Regions from separate parts of the Bos taurus genome. Here region 1 is linked to region 2. A link is a contact called in public Hi-C data. All regions are on one chromosome and are shown on one strand. Each heading gives the region's core, a stretch centred on a gene start, on an enhancer-like site or on the middle of the called end of the contact. The rest is flanking DNA. Distances are from core to core; before and after follow the strand shown. Region 1 overlaps PRAM1 (PML-RARA regulated adaptor molecule 1). Region 2 holds the start of MARCHF2 (membrane associated ring-CH-type finger 2).

Region 1 (4,679 bases), core at 1,246-3,745, 62 kb before region 2:
CCATCTCCCCACCAGCACTTAATGGATGTGCACTGTGCCCCCCCACCCCCATTTTACACAAGTGGAAGCTTGAGACATGACTTGCCCCAGCTCACAGCCAGCACATGGGAGCCTCTGCCCCCAGGCTGCTTCCTGCCCTTATCTCTGGAGGGTCTCCTGCCAGGCAACCTCTTGTCAGAGGTACCCGAGGGGTCCCCAGCTGCTGCCCCTCCTCACCAGCCCAGCCCCCAAAGCCTGCTGCCTCTATGGCTTGACTCCTTCCTGGGCCCTGCTACTTCTCCTGGGCTTGCTTTCCCCAGGGGCTGCTTGCAACACCTCTGTGAGCACAGAGCTTCCTGACAGGGCCCCTCTTGCTTCCGCTCTAGTGAGGCTCTGTGGCTCGGGTCTGGAGGGGGCTGCCACTCCGGGGGATGTGGACCTCTGAATGCACCACCTCCAGCAACTCTGCAGGCATGAGCCCACCCTTTTCTGTTTCCCCAACCCCAAGTAGACCAGACACATCCTTAGCTTAGCTCACTGTCCCCCATCCTGTGCCGGTCATTCTCCAAGACTCTGACCCAGTACCACACGCTTGCCCAGATCTCTCCCTCTCGAGGGGTGGGGGTGGGTGCTCACAGCAGTGCAGACTGTCCCAAAGGCTGCTCTGCCCCTTTCATTTATCCCTGACCTGAGGGACTCTGGGTGCCTCCCTCACACTCTCTGCCTCACTCGGAGCGGTGGCAGCTCGCTGCACAGACAGGGAGCTCCTCAAGGGTCAGGAGCTGAGGGCAGCCTGCTCAGGATCTCACTGCCCCGGGTGCCGGGGCTATAGGGCGCCAGGGTCTGCCCTGCTCGGCTGCACCCAGGGCTGTGTGCGCTTAGGTTGCGGGAGGTGTATAGGAGCCCTGGGATGAAGTCAGTACTGCTTCCAGCTGGGTGACAATCTCCAGCCCGGGTGGCCTCTGGGTGTGACTGTCACTTCAGTACCAGGCTGAGGCTGGAGGCAAAAAGTGTCTGGGGAGGGAAGAGTGCACCATGCAGATATGCAGCCCCCTCCCCACCCCAGCGTGGTCTGGTATGCCCAGGGCGGCACTTCAAATCGTTCAGAGAGGACTGCAAAAAGAGCTGGGGGCTACAGGTTCTAGATCCTTCACTCACCCAGTGTTCATGAGGCTCTCACTGTAAGCAGACCCTTGGCCTGCAGTGCCCTCACCTAAAAAGCTGGTCATCTGCCAGGTAGTGAGTGGGCTGCCACCTGGGTGACTCCTTCCAGTCCAGTCTCCTCATCAGCCAGACCAAGCAAGAACCCCAGCCAGACACAGCCCCTTCTCAGAGGCAGGCTTTGTTTGCTTTGAGGAAACACTTTTCTTGGCCTTCTTTTTTGACCCATGCCTCATTAGAATTCCCAAAACCTACGTGCTGTAGGAGGGAAGGGTGAAACTGCCTCAAAAGCTGACAGAGGAGCCCTGCCTCTACCATTTAATGGCTTGGTGGCCTTGGGCAGGCTGCCTTACCTCTCCAGCCCTTGCTACCTCCTCAGCAGGCAACTTGGGATGACAGCCATCAAAAAGTTGAAAGAAGGGACTTCCCTGTTGGTTCAGCGGCTAAGACTTCACATTCCCAATGCAGGGGGCATGGGTTCGGTCCCTGGACAGGCAATTAGATCCCACATACTGCAACTAAGACCGAGAGCAGCCAAATACATTTTTTAAAGAAAAGAAAGTTGAAAGAAATGGTTAACGGTTTCTGCCGTGCCTGGCCTGTGGCAGGAGTTAGGAAAATGGAAGGGAATCTACTATGAGAGGCCTGGGCAGCTGAGGGTGAGGAGGAGACCCAAGTCCTGAAAACTGACCAGGGAACATCAGGCCACCAGAGCCAGAGGCCCACACTCAATGGCCCTGCCCTAACTCAGCACTCTGACTGTCCCAGATGAAGCGTTGTCGGCTCAGCAGTACCCGTGGAGGCCACCTCAAAACCCAGAGCTCAGGTACCAGAGGGAGGTGGGCAGGGCTGGGCTGAGCTGGGGAGAACAGTAAAAGGGGGTCCCTGAGAAGCATGAGCACCTAATTCCTTGGGGGGGCGGGTGCTCAGGAAGGAGAAGGTGCCTCTCCAGCCACCGCAGGTGCCGCCCACGGACCTGAAGTCCCTGAAGCAGCTCCGGAAGGCAGAGAAAGCTGAGCGGGAGTTTCGGAAGAAGTTCAAGGTGTGAATGAAGAGTCCTGGGAGGGCTGGGCTCGGCCCCAGGTGGCCACCGCCCCACACGGGGTTCTGAGGGCAGCAGGGCAAGCGGCAGCTCTTGTGTCCCCCTCCCCAGTTTGAGGGAGAGATTGTGGTTCAGACGAGGATGATGATCGACCCCAATGCCAAGACTCGCCGTGGGGGTGGCAAGCACCTAGGGATCCGGCGTGGGGAGATCCTGGAGGTGATTGAGTTCACCAGCAAGGAGGAGATGCTGTGCCGGGACACCAAGGGCAAGTGTGAGTGAGTCACCAGTGGAGGGCAGCCTGGGAAGGCAGGCCGCCCAAGGAGGGAGGAGACCTCACCCACCCACCCTGCTCTCTTCACAGATGGCTATGTGCCTAGAACAGCTCTACTGCCCTTGTGAGTGCCAGCGCTGACTGGGGACAGGGGGTGGGGGTAGGGGTGTGACAATAGGGCAGGGTGACCCTGACCGACCCAACTGTGCTCTCCACCAGGGAAACGGAGGTGTACGATGACGTCGCTGCCTGGGGTATGTAGATGCTCTGGGTGGATGGGACGGGTGGGGCGAGGTCCTCTGCTACTCCTCCAGGGGCTGCTGGCTACCTGCTCACAGGGAAAGGGTCACTGAAAGTCACCTTTCTTGGCAGATCCTTTGGACAGCCAACCATTGCCCTAGGGACAGTAAGGCTGCAGGTGTGGGGATGAATGGACAGCCCACCAGTCCAGTCACCTGCTAATCAGGAGCTCTGGACCCCAGCGGTTGCCTGGGCTCCTGTCTGGCCACGTCCACAGACCACATAAAGTCCCTCTTTTAAAGTGACTCCTGTGTCTTGTCTTTTCTTTCCCTGCTAATGACCACACACAGTGGAGCCATGATCAAATACTGGGGGGAAATCTGTGAGGTCCAGGTCTCCTCACCCCTCAAGGATAAAGGCCAGAAGGGAAAAAGGAGGGCAGGGGAAGGTGGCAGGGGAAGGTGGCAAGGGAGGGGGCCACTCTTGGAAGCTGAGCTGAGGGACCCTCTGATGGCACCAGGTCAGCTGCGGTCAGCGAGCAGAGGGAGATACTTGGGGGCCCTCCACGTCCAGCACGACAAGCAGCTGCTGCAGCTCCTCACGGGCAATAGCCCAAGTCAGTCACATTGTGGAGAGAATGTGACCCAGTTCTGACCAAGTACAGTATCAAGTTCAGCCGAAACCTCTGACAGGGCAGAACATGCTCAGAAACCTACACTCTTCTTGGTCTGTTTTAGCAAAGAAAAGCTGCTATGGACTGAAGTTTGTGTTCTGGCTGTCAAAAACAAATTCCTAAATTGAAAACCTACCCCTCTAGGTGACGGCACAAGAAAGCATGAGGTCCAGAGGCAGAGTCCTCGTGGATGGGATCTGTGCCCTATGAAAGAGGTCTGGGGACTTCCCTGGTTGTCCAGTGGTTAGGACAATGCACTTCCATGGCCAAGGGCCTGGGTTCAGTCCCCATCCTGTTTGGAGAACTGAAGACCCACAAGCCACATGGCACAGCCAAATAAAATATTGTTTTAAATATCTGAGAAAGTTCCCTCAACGACTCCTGCCACGTGAGGTTACAGCTAGAAAGTGTCATCCATGCACTAGGACAAGGCCCTCACCAGGCCCTGGATCTGCCAGCACCTTGACAGGACCACCCACCCTCCAGGACTGACAGAAACAAATGCTCCTTTCAGCAGCTGGGGCAGACTGGGACAAAGTCTGGAAGTGGGCCCCTTGCAGTATCTGTGTCCCATAGAATCACTGCACTGGGGAGACAGGCTGGTTGTGACAGCCAAGTACACCACCACTGGCACTGGAGACTCAGGCCCACTCAGGACTCGGTTTCCATAAAGAGATTTTTCTCAAGAGGCTGAGGGCAGTGGCCTCTCACCTCAAGGGTCCACACAGCTCCAAGGGCAGAAAGGAGACTGAGTGGCTTTGGTTCCTCAACCTCAGGTGGTTACCCCACAACACACACACAGAAGCAAGCAGCTTTCAGGAACTGGTATTTATTATCAAAGTCATATTCGATGTCAACAAGATGCCACAACTACAAAAAAAATTGCGCACATTGCAATCTCAATGCAAACAGTCAAATGGAACCCCAGTCATTAAAAAAGTAATTCAAATTACCCCAAAAAGCAACTGAATTTTTTAAACATCTTTATACATCCAGCCAACAAATTAAAATGGTTAACAAGAAAAAATACAAATTCAGAGGTCTGGTATCGATGTTTAAAAAAGGCAACTGCTTAAGCATTTCTATCGATTCGAACATCAATCTCTCGGCCACTCAGCTTCATCCCATTCATCATCCGGCAGGCTCTCTCAGCCACCTCTGGCGACTCAAACTTAACCACACCGCACCCCTTGGACTTCCCATTCTCCATCTTGATGTCAGCATACAGCACGTGGCCTGGGCACAGGGAGGGAAGAAGAGACCACAACTCATCAGGCAAACCCAGAGCTCAGTCTGGGCTCCACTCAGTC
Region 2 (5,079 bases), core at 2,104-4,603:
TGGATAACTGACAAGGACATTTCGTAGAGCACAGGGAACTCTGCTCAATGTTATGTGTCTGCTCTGATGAGAGAAATTCTGTTACTTTCATGTAATTCTCAGAGGGAAACACACAAGCCTTATTGGCTGGTTCTGGGATTGGGCGGGGTGGGGGGGGCAGTGTTGGAATGGATACATATATATGTATGGCTGAGTCCCTTCCCTGTTCACCTGAAACTACCACAACATTGTTAATCGGCTATACCCTAGTACAAAACAAAAAGTTTGGGAAAAAAATAATAGTGGCTACTGTAAGTAACTGGTAGGACATCCCCAGTGGTCTAGTGGCTAAGATTCTGGGCTCCCAATGCTGGCGGACCAGGTTGGATCCCTGGTCAGGGAACTAGATCCCACAAACCTTGACTAGAGATCCTACATGCTGCAACTAAGACCCAGCTCAGCGACAGCATGGACTGTAGCCTGCCAGGCTCCTCTGTCCATAGAATTCTCCAGGCAAGAAAACTAGAGTGGGTTACCATTCCCTTTCCAGAGGATCCTCCCTACCCAGAGATTAAACCCAGGTCTCCTGCATTGCAGGCGGATTCTCTACCATCTGAGCCACCGGGCAAGCCTAATATATATATATAAAAAAATATATATATATATATATATATTTAAAATGTACCTAACCTCAGTGCTATATTTAAAATGGATAACCAACAAAGGTCTATTATATAACACATAGAACTCTGCTCAGTGTTACGTGCCAGCTTGGATGGGAGGGCGGTTTGAGGGGAGAATGGAAACATGTGTATGTATGGCTGAGTTCCTTTGCTGTTTACCTGAAACTATCACAATGTTGTTAATTGGCTATACCCCAATACAAAATGGTGTAAGAAACAATAAAAATTAAAAAAAAGAAAAGGTACCTACTACAAGCCAGGCACTGTGCTGAGTTTATTGAACTCCAATAGTTGTTATAAATGTTCCTTCAAAGGTCACCTCCCCAGCAAGGCCTTCCGTGATCACTTGGGTTGAAGTGCTACTCATGTCCACATTATTGCCCTCACAGATGTGTCCCTCTCTGAAATGCTCTTATTTCTTTTTCTTTTTTTTTTTTTTGCCCACATGGTGAGGCTTGTAGGATCTTAGTTCCTTGACCAGGGATTGAACCTAGGCCCTCAGCAATGAGAACACAGAGTCCCAACCACTGCACCACCAGGGAGGTCCCTTTAATGTTCTTATTTCTTCATCTGCTGTTTAAACCACATCTGTCTTCCACTATCAGTCATCTCCAGCGCCTGATCCAACGTCTGGTACACAGTTCCTGCATTAATTCCTCAGCCCCTCTTCTGTGTAAGAGCAGGGTGGGAGAGCCAGTCCCTTGATCTCCAGACCCTGGTTTGCCAGCACCCAAGATGGGAACCAGAAATCTTCAGAGGCTGGAGATCTGTGCAAAGCACAGAGGCTTGGGCTCAGGAGAGGCCAGTCTCGAGCCTGGATACAAGGGTAGGGTGGCTGCAGGCTGAACTCAGCTCTGGGGCTGCTGGGAGGGGTGACTAAGCCAACGCCTCCAGCAAACTTGGCCCAGTGCCCAGGAGATGGATTTCACTGAATCTTCACAACAAACCTATGATGGAAGTCCAATAACTATCCCCATTTGACAGTTGAGGAGGCTCAGAGAGGGGCAGTTACTTGCCCAAGATCACACAGCTAAGTTGGGACAGTGCAGGATTTGAACTTAGTCCAGTGAGTGGGTCTGGGACCCAAGAGATCTGGGTTCTTTTAAGTCCTGACTCTGGTGCTGATGCTGTGTATCCTGGGACAAGTCACTTGGCTTCTCTGGGCCTCATTCTCCTCTTTTGTCAAATAAGTTGATGAAGCTAGTGCACTGTGTCTGCTGAAGGGCTTCATAAGAAGAAGGGTCAATTCAGGCTCAATTCCTCCAGCAAAGCTTGTCCTTGGCTAGGCTTGTCTGGGGTGGCACGGGGGCACCACAACATTTTGAACAGCTTCTTTTTTCTGAGGGCAGGAAACTGAGGGAAGAAGAGTCAGATGGCCCTAATTCCCCCACAGTGTTGTCTCAGTTCAGTTGCTTCACTCCCTGGGCCTCAGTTTTCTCTTTTGTATAACGGGGGGTTGCAATGAGACCCAGCTCATATATGCATAAGCATGAATAAGTTGATAAATTTTAGCTCTTATGATAATTATTGTCCTCAGCTTACAGACAGCTGTTGGGAGGGTCTGATAATACAAGGCACAGTCAGTGCCTGGCACACACTAAGCACTCAACAAATGCTCAGTTATTTTTTTTTAGGATAAATGTGTAGTCTGTGAAATGCATTCATTCCTCTTCACTTAGCAAAGAGAAGCTCCTGTGTGCCCTTCAGCACTTGCATAGCCCTGCACTGGAGGCCAGACTCTAATCCCAGCTCTGATCTTTACTCACTATGTAGCCCTGGTTGAAAAGCTGGCCCTCTCTGAGCCTTGACTTCCTCAGCTGTATAGCAGAGAGGGGCTTCCCTGGTGGCTCATTGGTAAAGAATCCACCTGCCAATGCAGGAGATGTGGGTTCGATTCCTAGGTCAGGAAGATCCCCTGGAGAAGGAAATGGCAACCCACTCCAGTATTCTTGCCTGGGAAATCCCATGGACAGAGGAACCTGGTGGGCTACACTCCACGGGGTCGCAAAAGAGTCAGACACGACTTGGTCACTAAACAACAGCAACACAGCAGGGAACATTTCTTCCCTTGAAGTACTTGAAGTATCAAGTACTTCCACTTGATATTGTCACTAAAGGATTAAATGGACTAAACCTATAAATTCTGGCTGTCCTGTTTTGAGCACCCACTAACAGCCAGGCTCTCTGCTAAGCAAATGCCTGGGTCATCATCTTGACTATTTTCCTGGCAGAGCCCCTCTGAGGAGGAGGTTGGGGAAGGTGACTGGTCACTTATTGACCGCCTACTATACGCAGGGCGCTTTCTTCGTCTGCACCTCCTTAATCTTCACAACAGCCCCGTTAGGTTGGTCCTGGGATGACCTAGTTTCACAGATGGGGAAAGTGAGGCTCAGAGAGGCACCTACTGTGCGCCAGCCCCCCGGAGACCTCCTGCCTTCTACAAAGACGGAAACTGAGAACACCTACTTGCTGGGAAGGCTGAGGCCGACGGTCCGAGCCTGGCCGTCCTTCAGGGGGCCGGGCTCGGGCCTCGAACTCTGGGCCATGCAGCAGAACGGCACCCCTCCACCCCAACCTCCCGCCCGTGCCCACCTGATCCGCGGCCGGGCCGGGCGGCCGCGCAGGCCCCTCCGCTCGCCCCGGCCCTGGTCCCGGCCCGGCCGGTCCCGTCAGCGCCGCTAGCTCCGCTCTGGCCGGTACCTGCGTCTGGACACCGCCCGCCGAGCCGACGGTGTCACGGACCAATGGCGACCACCTCTCGCCTACACTGGCCAATTGTCATGGATGTCCCGCCCTGGAAGGCGGGGCCACAGGCGACGGGGACGTTCTGGGCCGCACAGGCCCGGCGGCGCCGCAGCTACTGACTCCGCCCCTGCCGCGTCCTGGCTCCGCCCCAACCTCGATCCCGCCCCCCGATCCCCGACCCCGCCCTATCTCGACTCGGGGCACGAGCGGGGCAGGTGGCGCCACCTGCAGACGACCAGTTAATAAATTAAACCGTTACCGAATTCAACGTGACACCAGCAGAGGGATTTGTGTTCCTCACCTCCCTTAAGCGTCTCATCAATTCTGGCGGCGGGATGAACCATCTGATCACATTTCACAGAGAGGAAACAGAAACCTAGAGAGGTTAGGGGGCCTTGGAAGAGCCTAAAGCCATCATTTATTCATCATTCATTTTCATTCATATATACAACAAATTAATTGATTAGATGTAATAAACATCAATATGAGCCAGGCACTGTGCTAGGCGCTGTGGACACAATGTTTAATATGGTAAATAGTGCTGCCCTCACGGATCGCAGTGTAGGGGGTGAAGTAGACGTTAAACAGTCAGTAATGTAATTATTAATTGCAAAGGTGATAAATTGTAGCGAGCGAGAGAGGCATATCACGGAATATTTGGAAAGTTCAAAAGTAATTCCCTAAAGAAGCAATTGAACTGACACTGTCACATGCAAAGTGTCTGAGGTGGGATGGAGAATTTCCTTAATACTCCTTTCTTCCCCTGCCTTTATTGAGTATGTAGATCCAGCTTAGTCACCTTAGTCAAATTCTTTCGTGTTGTACTGGCTTATATTTTTAAAAAATGGAATTATAAATCATATAGGTTACCTATAGAGGGAAGTAGAATAGAAAGGACAAAATAGAAGCTACACTTTTTAATTTTTTTTTTTTTTTTTTTTTACTTTTTGGCTGGACTGATTCCTCACCAGGAATCTGAATCTGTGACCTGCATTAGAAGTGTGGAGCCTTAACCACTGGAGCACCAGGGAGGTCCCAGAAGCTAGGCTTTTAAAACTGTACCTTGTTTTATACATTCAACTTTACAACCATGTAGATATTTTATATAACTTTAAAACAAAATTTTAAATGTAAGATATCTAAAAAACAAAACTGAAATAAAATGAATTAACCTGTATATCCAATTGGTGACAAAATAACCCAGAGATGAACTCCTAGTGACTTTAAAACACCAGAATTTGACTGTCCATACTCAATATAGTGATGGTGGTGGTGGTGGAGATAAAATGGTTATTCTGAGCTTGTTGCACACTTAGTCTGGGATAAAGCAAAGGAGTGATTATGTCAGTATCAAGAACTGGGTTTTTCATAGGGAGTGAAGGAGGCACAGATGTAAGATTGATCACATTAAAGGAAAAAAAAAAAAAACACCTGTGGTCTTGAATTTGGAGTATCACGATACATTTCGTCTTTATAAAAAGCAAACATTTGCTGCCTGTGTCCACTGAAAAGCCTGCAACAAGCATCCCACAGTCCCAGTTGTGCTCAGTCGTGTCCGACTCTTTGTGACTCCATGGACTGTAGCCCGCCAGGCTCCTCTGTCCGTGGAATTTTCCAGGTAACAATGCTGGAGTGGGTTGCCATTTCCTTCTCCAGGGGATCTTCCTCACCC

The links. Hi-C and Micro-C count contacts between places; a contact is called where the count stands out from the background.
Region 1: a Hi-C map of skeletal muscle shows a contact between it and region 2, with 3 times the contacts expected there. The contact joins the enhancer-like site here to the promoter of MARCHF2 in region 2. A contact is called at or near these places in 3 of 11 Hi-C or Micro-C datasets (liver, skeletal muscle and an unstated tissue).

Annotation. Positions count from the first base shown.
Region 1 is chr7:17,098,122-17,102,800 of ARS-UCD2.0, reverse strand. PRAM1 (PML-RARA regulated adaptor molecule 1) reads left to right here. Exons shown (of 10, transcript XR_807673.4): 5 at 1,909-1,966; 6 at 2,071-2,182; 7 at 2,294-2,460; 8 at 2,547-2,580; 9 at 2,676-2,710; 10 at 2,829-3,001. HNRNPM (heterogeneous nuclear ribonucleoprotein M) reads right to left here. Exons shown (of 16, transcript NM_001191223.1): 16 at 4,181-4,605. The coding sequence ends at 4,442. Among named protein-coding and RNA genes, the nearest start is that of PRAM1, 12 kb to the left of the region's middle. Within about 2 kb of position 2,495, at least 11 of the 102 cell types and tissues checked have an H3K27ac peak or open chromatin away from gene starts, as enhancers often do. A contact at or near this core is called in skeletal muscle, where this site is marked.
Region 2 is chr7:17,036,594-17,041,672 of ARS-UCD2.0, reverse strand. It overlaps MARCHF2 (membrane associated ring-CH-type finger 2), which reads right to left and starts at 3,353. Exons shown (of 6, transcript NM_001037589.1): 1 at 3,255-3,353.